Regions from separate parts of the Mus musculus genome. Here region 2 is linked to region 1. The links are chromatin contacts, called in public Hi-C maps. All regions are on one chromosome and are shown on one strand. Each heading gives the region's core, a stretch centred on a gene start, on an enhancer-like site or on the middle of the called end of the contact. The rest is flanking DNA. Distances are from core to core; before and after follow the strand shown.

What was found. Hi-C and Micro-C count contacts between places; a contact is called where the count stands out from the background.
Region 2: a Hi-C map of cortical neurons shows a contact between it and region 1, with 1.8 times the contacts expected there. The contact joins two enhancer-like sites. A contact is called at or near these places in 6 of 484 Hi-C or Micro-C datasets (the G1E-ER4 cell line, brain, cerebral cortex and 2 more).

What each region holds. Positions count from the first base shown.
Region 1 is chr5:5,161,912-5,166,631 of GRCm38.p6, forward strand. All of the region lies in intron 5 of Cdk14 (cyclin-dependent kinase 14), which reads right to left. Among named protein-coding and RNA genes, the nearest start is that of Gm30151, 210 kb to the right of the region's middle. Within about 2 kb of position 2,105, at least 5 of the 459 cell types and tissues checked have an H3K27ac peak or open chromatin away from gene starts, as enhancers often do. A contact at or near this core is called in cortical neurons, where this site is marked.
Region 2 is chr5:5,239,813-5,244,425 of GRCm38.p6, forward strand. All of the region lies in intron 3 of Cdk14 (cyclin-dependent kinase 14), which reads right to left. Among named protein-coding and RNA genes, the nearest start is that of Gm30151, 130 kb to the right of the region's middle. Within about 2 kb of position 1,484, at least 5 of the 459 cell types and tissues checked have an H3K27ac peak or open chromatin away from gene starts, as enhancers often do. A contact at or near this core is called in cortical neurons, where this site is marked.

The sequences.
Region 1 (4,720 bases), core at 855-3,354:
AACACCGTTTAACACAGCAATTTTAATGTCTTAAAACTTTCAGCAGCTTTGAATTTTAGGCAGAAATACTGGGACTTGGTCTACCTGTGAAAAGAAATATATTTACTCAGAAACAGTTTTAACACTTTTAAAGGGGAGAAAGGGAGGGAGGGAAGGAGAGGAAGGGGGGAGGGGAAAAGAGAGAGAAGCGAGACAGAGACAGAGATAGAGACAGACAGACAGACAGACAGACAGACAGGGAAGTATATTATAACCCCATCTGATAGCTGATAGGAAACCACAATTCAGACTTTGGCCTCATTATTTTTCTATTTACAAGTCCTCACAATGGATGTAACCTGATGCCTGTGTGTGTGTAAACTTGTGAGTACAAGCTTTCTGGTACCTATATTGGTGTGGACTTTAATAAACACTAAATGTTGATAAAAGGTAGACGCTCCAGGACTTCAGTATATGCAATGTTGTTAAGGTGTTTTGATGGAGGTTAGCTCCTCTTCACATGACTGTCCATGACAAGTGAACTGTCTCAATTAATTGATAGCAGAAAACGTATCAAAGTGCAAATTAATAAAAAGAACGGAATAAGGGGATTGTATCCTGGATCCTTTCTCAGTTAGAATTCAAGCAACTCTCCAAGAGCATCCACATGACCCAGTCCTGAAACCCCTACTCTTACAGGTTCCCATCTATAAACTCTACCAAGCAAAGCAATGGAAGGGAAAGACCACGGTTACACACACACGGAAATACTGCCAATCTTCTCCGCATGTGCCCAAGTGTCACACTTAGCTTAGGACCAAACCATGGCCTGGTTGTTCTATTATCTAAAACCACATGATTTCACCTTATGGGTCACTAACATCCCCAGCTTCACAGCTCAAAGAACAAGATGCCCCTAGTTCATCATTTGTTTCCTTGAAATCATTCTGCCAATCTCCATAACAAAAAGCACAGTTCATATCTCTTTCACTTATTTAAGATAAAGTGGGTTCAAGAAGGAAGACAGGCGACCTAGCATGTTCTGAAGCCAGGGACAAGGTAATATAGAGCAAGTCCCTCTCAGAAGGAAAATATATGTGACCTGACCTCTAAGCAGGCTGACTCCATGCTGTCAACCCTCACCTCAATGTTGAAAGGGCAACTGGCTTAAATCTCACCCTTTGTTCTTTTTAAATCTCCAGATAGCTACATAGTAGGCATACAGTAAATTCTTAACTGAAGGTTCTGGTAAATGACCTACGTCAGGAATCATACAAAATCTCATGGCGCTAAGAAGCAATTTCAAAAAGAAAATAAAGACTCACTAAACAAAAAACAATTAGTAAAAATTCTAATCTGCCTCTGAGAGAGAACCACACATAAAATTCAAATGCCAATAAAATATTTATACCACCATTAGTTCATACTAGAATAGGAAGGCAAGCATAGTCAACAATAATGCCACTGAGAAATCTGAAAAATTAAGCAGAAAACATAATTTACTCCTTCTTTGTAATATACAGCTTCCATAAGGCTGTCCTACAACTTCTGAGGCATAGATTTACCATGTTTCTGAATCTTGAAAAAAAAAAAAGCACATAGCAGTAAAGAAAGAACATTGAAATCCTGTATTTTAGGATGGCAGATAGAGGGAAGAAAGGGCTGTCAACATTAAGCAGTGACTAAAAAGCTGTGCCACTGGGATTCTCACACTGAAAAAACCAGAGCTGAACCAAAAAGAAGGCTCAACATTTAAGAGACTGGTTGTTCTGCCAGAGGACCAGCATTCAACTTCCAGCCCCCATATAATGGCTTACAGCCATTTGTAACTCAAACTTCAGGACACAAGATGTCCTCTTGTGGCCTCCACAGACATCAAAAACACAGTGGTAGGTAGACATACATGCTGGCAAAATACTGTATATATCTAAGGAAATAAAATACACATTTTTAAAAAAGAAAGAAAATGCAGAACAGGTGATTCTGACTAACCATGCTAACTACTTTGCATCTACCAAGAGGCACAAGCCAAATAGGAAAACGCAGAAGGCTATAAGCCATAGTCTCAATTCTATGCTATTAACTACACAAACACGAATAAGCAACTAAGCTCCAGGACAGCAAGTTTTCAACTGGTGAGTCATGAACCCTCTTGGGCTTGAATGGCCTTTTCACAGAGATTGCATATCAGATATCCTGCATATCAAACATTTATATTATCATTTATAACAGCAGCAACATTACAGTTATGGAGTAGCAATAAAGTGACTTTATGGTTGGGGGTCACAGAAAACATGAGGAGCTGTATGAAAGTGTTGCACTGTTAGGACTTGACTTGGCTAAGTAAATGGTTTTAATACTTTCATCATTAAAACTTTCCACAAGACTTTCTCCCTGACCATGAGCAATTTTTTTGCCACAAAGGGAATTTAGTTAGTGTAGGCTATATGACTTGTATCATAGAAACAACAAGTGTTCAATATGCATTTGTTCCAGTTATAGAATCTTTTCCCTCACTGCCACATTTTGGCGCATCTTGAAAATGATGACATTCGACCATGTTCAATAAGCTTTGTGGTAGAAATGTTTTATGAAACTAAGAACTATCTTACTGAGAACAGATGGTACCCACATATTCTTCTGAATCAGTCTGCCTAAGTAACCTTTGCCAGGGAAATCAGACACTAACCAGGCAGAACCGAGCAGTAAGAGCATACAAGAAACGGCTTTACTGGGCTTCGGAGTCTGCAGGATACTGTAGCTTCCATTACTTCTTCCACCCACTCAGTTCATAAACAATTGTGGTAGTTACCATTGTCACTCTACACACACAGTTCATAAGCAATAGTGGTAGCCAGCGTTAATTGTCAGCTTGACAAAATCTAGAAGAACATATGAGGTGGCTTTGAGCATGCCTATGAAAAATAATCTTGATTATATTAATGGAATTTGGAAGATCAGCCCACTATGGGTAGTGCCATTCCTTAGGCAGGAATTCTAGACTGTATAAAATGAAGAGAGGAGTACAAGCATTCAAGGAAGTAGTCATGCTCTAGTTTTTGGCTGTAGATACAATATGATGAACTCTCCCATGTTTCTGCCATGATGACTAAAACCTGGAACCAAAGGAAATGGTTTATTTCATTTTGCTCTAAAAAATCCTAATCTAGAGATACTGGGAAAGAGTTAGGTGATGAAGAAATCCCCATAAAGCATGATACTTCTTAGGATTTTGTATTTCCCTGACAAGAAAGAGAGGGCCTGTTCCTTATTTGATTCTAAATGAATCTCTGGCCACAAAGAATTAAACATTCTACTTTTTTTAGGTGGAGGAAATAGACAACACACACAACACCAAATACACACACACACCATACACTGTACTACTATTGTTATAATCTGTGACTTAACAAGAGTTGAAATAAAGAAGAAAAGCAAACAGTATCAAAAGTTATACTTGGAACATATAGATCATTCTCTTCAATCACTGTCTTCTATGCTATCTTACGTAGAGCAGGACCATTTCTGTGCATGTTCTTACCTCCACTGCTCCTACCTAAGGTGACCTCATTTCATCTCTCCTTTTACTTCCTTCCATTTAGTAACTATCTCTCAATCTACTAAACCATTCTCAAATATTTCCTATAGGCATCTTAAATGTCTCTGTCTTGGCTCAAGTTCTTCATGCCTCACTTGACCTCCTTGGTAATCCTGATGTATTCCTTAGTTGACTTCCCACAAATACCCAGCATATATTAATCCACTGGTTATCTACTCATCTATATACAGCCCAGTTTAATCTGGCACTCTTCACAATCTTTCAGTCAATTCTGCCTTTTAAATATATCTGAGGTATCAGGCCTCATTTCTTTAGTGCCTATACGCTCATATTATTGTGTCCCTTTAAAACTCTTGTCAAGCCTTGTTGCTGTGCCCTCCTCCTCCCCTACTAAATGTTAGCACTAGCTAATGAAATTCATTGACAGTTTTCCAGATTCATTGACAGTTCCCTGGATCTGGAATACAAACAGCCTCATACATCAAGTGGCCAGACAGCTAGAAAAGAATGAATGACACTCGATCAAAAGAATCTTTGATCTTCTCAAGTTCTGCTGCAGAACTGCTACTAAGACAATGCCCCACACTTTATTAGATGCTTAACAAATAAACTCTAGACCTGACTTTATTCCTATGGTTCTTTCCCCAGATCAACCCAGTGCAAGTTCCAGGGGTAGTGCCAGCCAGACCATGCTTTGACTCAGTTTACTTTCCCCATCTTCCTATGATTACTCTAATTCAGAGTGCCAACAAGTCTTCTTTGTTTACAAAAAATCCAAATGTAAAACAGTCTTTTAAGATGTAAATCACTCTGCAGACCCCTCCCTGACTGGCTTCCTGCCAGTTACTCCCCAGGCATCCTATAGCTCCACATTAGGGTGTGACTGCTTGACCCAGGATTTACTTTTGAGTACTTGGTTTTTGCACATCAGCCTCCAGCTTCACTTGCTTTTCACTAAGCATCACCTAAAGCCATCTTAACACCTGCTGTCGTTCCACTGCACGAATAGGTGGGATTCCTGAGATAATCATAGTATTCTTCTTCTAGAACACTTAATAGCAATGTTGATTAAAAGCCCCTTCAAAGTAATTTTCAGGAAGTCACATTAATTATGTATGCCAAAGGGGCAAAAAAATTAGAGGAAAATATCCTTTAATCGAGTCCATCATAATTTCAGATCAC
Region 2 (4,613 bases), core at 234-2,733, 77 kb after region 1:
GTGCTTTCTCTAGCTTCTCCATTGGGTGCCCTGTGATCGATCTTATAGATGACTGTGAGCATCACTTCTGTATTTGCCAGGCACTGCCACCAAACCCATACACTATTGCATATGCCAGCAAGATTTTGCTGAGAGATACTATCCAAAAAAAAAAAAAAAAAAAATCCAATGATGGTGGAAATCGAAAAGAAGTCAATTTGCCAATTGGGATGACAACTTTTTCCAAGTGTATATGACATGGTTAGTAAATGAAGTATATGTATAGACTAAAGAAGATGAGTGAGGCAAACTGTCCTTCTTATCTTTAATATTGACATAAAGAGAATTAAAATCTCCGTCTCAATTATTAAACACTCATATCTCTAGTTGCTGGCTGAGCATCTTTATAGGCAGAATGAGCATGTCAAAGAAAGTAGCATAGACTGCAAGAAGCTCTTAGGATCAATTACTCCATCTGCCACAGAGCTGAACACCATAGTAACCCATTGCTTCAACAAATCATCCAATGAGAGGACAACTCCACACAGGCACACCAAGCCCCATAGTTACATGTCGCTAAATTTTTAATGAAGTACAGACCCAAAATAGAATTCTTGTCTTCGGAGAAATCAGAAATAACTGGGGCTGTACAACACTTTCAGCATCATTTACTCTAGTCTGAGTGTATAAATGGGAGAATCTCCCAGAAAGATGACTTTCCCAAAACTATCTGCTCAGTTTTAATTAAACACATTTTTCCTCAAAGCAAAACTTGTCTCTTTAATCTGTTCCCATTCAACATGCAGCGCAAGGAAAAGAAATAGCAAAATCTGGTAATTAACAATATTTTAAGAAAACAGCCTAACTAGTAACAAAGCATTGTTTCTTAGACATGGATTAATTTTTTAGAGGTGTCCAGATGTTGCAGCCTGGGTAACATCAACAACAGAAAGGGTATCTCCCAATTACGCAATACCTCAGATCAAGACAGTGGAGGCAAGGTCAGTCTCTGTGAAGGTCGCTCAGGGTCAGCCACCTCCATCCTACTGCTTCTCAGCCTGTGTTCCCTCTGTAGTGTCCCTCCCTGGGTCATAAGACCATCCCTTACATTGGATTAGGAAGAAGCCCAACGACTGTATTTTCACCCAATCACCTCTTCCAATGGGGTCTGCGGTACTGTGGTTTAGAAATTGAACATAGAGGTTTTGGGGGGAACACAATACAGGCCACAGGAAAATACACAGATTGGTGACAGATGAATATACTTTGAATTTTAATATAGACAGGATGGGAGTTGCAGAGGAGATCCAAGTCCTTTTTTTTTATTTTTAATGAGATTTTATTTCCATATATGTTCAATTATACACTACACTGAAGAGCTTTTTACTTTTTTTCTCTTCAAAAAATATACATAAAATCCTGTAAGATGTAATGGACATTGGCGTGCAGAGCTGCCTGACTGGTCCCGTGTGGGTTATGTTCTCCCGCATTCTCAGCGCCAGGAAACAGCTTGAGCATGTCGCACTTCAGCATCACCCTCCTGAGCCCAAGTTCGAAATAGAAATTGTCAACCTATATTAAACTTCAGAATAAAATGATCTTCAATGGAGAAAATATTGTGTTCACAGTTCCTCTCTAAATCACTTTAAATCAGAGTGGAAAAGTCTTCACATTTGCTTTTGGGCTCCTTTCACAATGAATCTTAGATGAAGAAAAAGGTAGCTGCAGGAAACACCCCTCTGCTTCTCTCGGGGCTTATCTGCTACCACATGCTAAGGAAAATACAAGGACCCCACAAACTGAACAGAGAATGGAGGCCATTTTTTCCTCTCTTGGGAGAGGCACAAATAACTGACTAAACATTGTCATCTTTCACTCTTCATAATCTGCCATGAATATGCAATACATTCAAATAAGACAGCAACACACACAAAAAAAACTGTACAGAGAAAAATTTTAAAATATTAAAGTTTTCATTTATAAAATAAATTCCCTGGGCTGGAGAGATGCTCAGCAGTTAAGAGCACTGACTCTTCCAAAGGTCCTGAGTTCAATTCCCAGCAACCACATGGTGGCTCACAACCATCCATAATGAGATCTGATGTCCTCTTCTGAGGTATCTGAAGACAGCTACAGTGTACTTACATATAATAAATAAATAAATAAATCTTTAAAAAATAAAATAAATTCCCCATCTTATTCACAAGAAAGAAAATCAAGCAAACAGAGATACTAATGACACGAAGGTTTATATTTCTAACTAAATGGATTTGGATATATTAACCATTGTGGCTAAAGTACATTCTATTAACACCACAATGGCATAAAGTTAATACTTTGTTGCATTTTGCAGTAAAACAATCAGCTATTCCCCCTGTGGAACTGACACATAGACACTGTGGAAATGTATAATTTGCAGACCAGTCATACAGGCTTCCTAAGACGAATCCTGTGAGGCATGTGATTCCTGTCTAACAACAGTTCTGGTCTATGAAAGAATGGTTCTCTGGAACAGGGTATGTATGAAACAGTCTGAGCTTTGAGGATTAGAGTCTCACATGTGAGTCTCCTATTTTAAGCATGGAAAAGTAGTAGTCTGGTGTGCAATTACCATGTATATAAATAAGGAATCCAAATGCCAAGTGTTTAAAGAGGCCAAGAGTAAAACCCCTCCTATCAAATGAACAAGACCAAGAATTTACTCTATAAGGAGGGGGCCCTATTTTTAAATTAAAAGATCAAGCATTTCATTTTCCTTTCTTCATATAACTTTATTATCTGTCCTGTTTAAGTAAGATACCAGATCAAGCCAAGATGCAGTCGCCTGAGCACCAGCTTTGGCTCTGTGACCTCAGGTGCACAAATGGGTGGAAGCAGCCTTCTGGGACAACTGTTTTCTTCTTATCGCTTCTCTACTTAGAGTGCACGCTTGAAAGCACCATGGTGACTTGGAAATACAGACAGCTAATGTGCAATTGCTAACAGACACTCCATGGAGACATTGAATTTAATGAGATAATGTTAATACATTTTCCAAAAACAGAATAGATGTGCAAAGGACTGTCAATTGCCTGGCTCACTGGAGGGGAACATTGGTCTGGGTAATGGAAAGTGTAGGTGCTGTACCGAGCCGGCCACGCTGCCACTCATGAGGCAGGACCTTAGCGGCTCCACTTCATTTCTCAATAGAGGTAACAAATACCAAACATACTACAGGTTTGCTCATCAGCCTTTGGCCTTTATTATCTAAATTTAATCCTGATAGACACACTGGGACATTGATTCTGTTATATATCCCATGTGGACATGAAGAATGTAAGGCTGGAGAAATAGCAAAACTTATCAAGCATTCTGTAGCTACTGGCAGAACTAAAATTAATGTAATTGATCAGGAATGAAAAGCTCTTTCCTTTATTACTACCGTCCTGATAAAAATAGTTCCATGGACTGATTTTTCACCCAAATGGGGGAAATGTTAATTGTGTTTCGCTCTACATTAGGGTGAACTCTCATTCTTAGAAGTAGGGGTGGTTGTTTCAACTGAATCATTATAATGTGCATAAGTAGCCCTTAGTGTGCATGTGCATTGCAATGATCCATCCACAGTCCCATAGATGGAAGATTAGTTCTCCTTCTCAGTAAGGATGAGAAGCTGTTTGCCTGAGGCTGTGGAGAACCCCTGTGTCATCAGCATTCCATACCCCTTGACAACATAGCTAAGATTCACAAAACAGAAGAGTTGTGACTTCAGTCCATGGCCACCTGACTCCTTGGTCACCTTTTAGGCTTGTGATGGCTCAGTTCCAAATGAAAGGAGCACATATCAGAAGACAGCTTTACCTCACAGCAGATGGAATTGGGGCAGAAGAAAAGAAAGGGAAAGAGAGAAAGGAAGGGAAGGGAAAGGGATAAGAAGAGCAAAGAAAGCAGAAGATGAGAGAAACAGGAAGCAGGTTGGGCAAGTCCAAACAATATCCCTTGAAGGTCACATGACCTAGTTTTCCTTGTCTAGGTCTTACCTCATGATGCATGGGTAATGACCAAGTCTTCAGTGCACAGCCTTGGTTAGGCAGCCATGTAAGATCAGAAACCACCACCAACTGCAAGAAAACCACCACTAACCTCTAACTCAGATACCACCACTAACTGCAAGGAAACCACAACTAAGAACTGTTGCAGTGCTGTGTGCTGCATGGGTATTAGAGTCAGGGAGGGAAGGAAGGGGTCAATCAGAATTCTGTGATCCCATAACAAATACTTAGATCCACACTAGCTGCCAGGCATGTTGGTTTTTCCTCAAACCCCTGAACAGACACTTATCTTTCAGTAGTTTTGCTACACTGCTAAGGCAGTTCACAACTCATTAATAGACAACATAATGACAAAGCTGACCTGAATGCCGAACAAAGGTATGGATCCAAATACCAGACACGGAAGCAAGAGGACAAGGAGATTTGGTTCTGTGTGGAGATTTTTCACTCCCAACAGAAAAGAAGCAATGCCAAGAGAACATTACCCCAGAATGACTCTGTGAGGACTCACCCATACCTTCCTCCTCTCTCTCCAGAGTTGGCACAACTTCTCAGGGTAGGAAGATTTTTATAGTATGGAAAGATGTGTATCTGCAGGAGTTT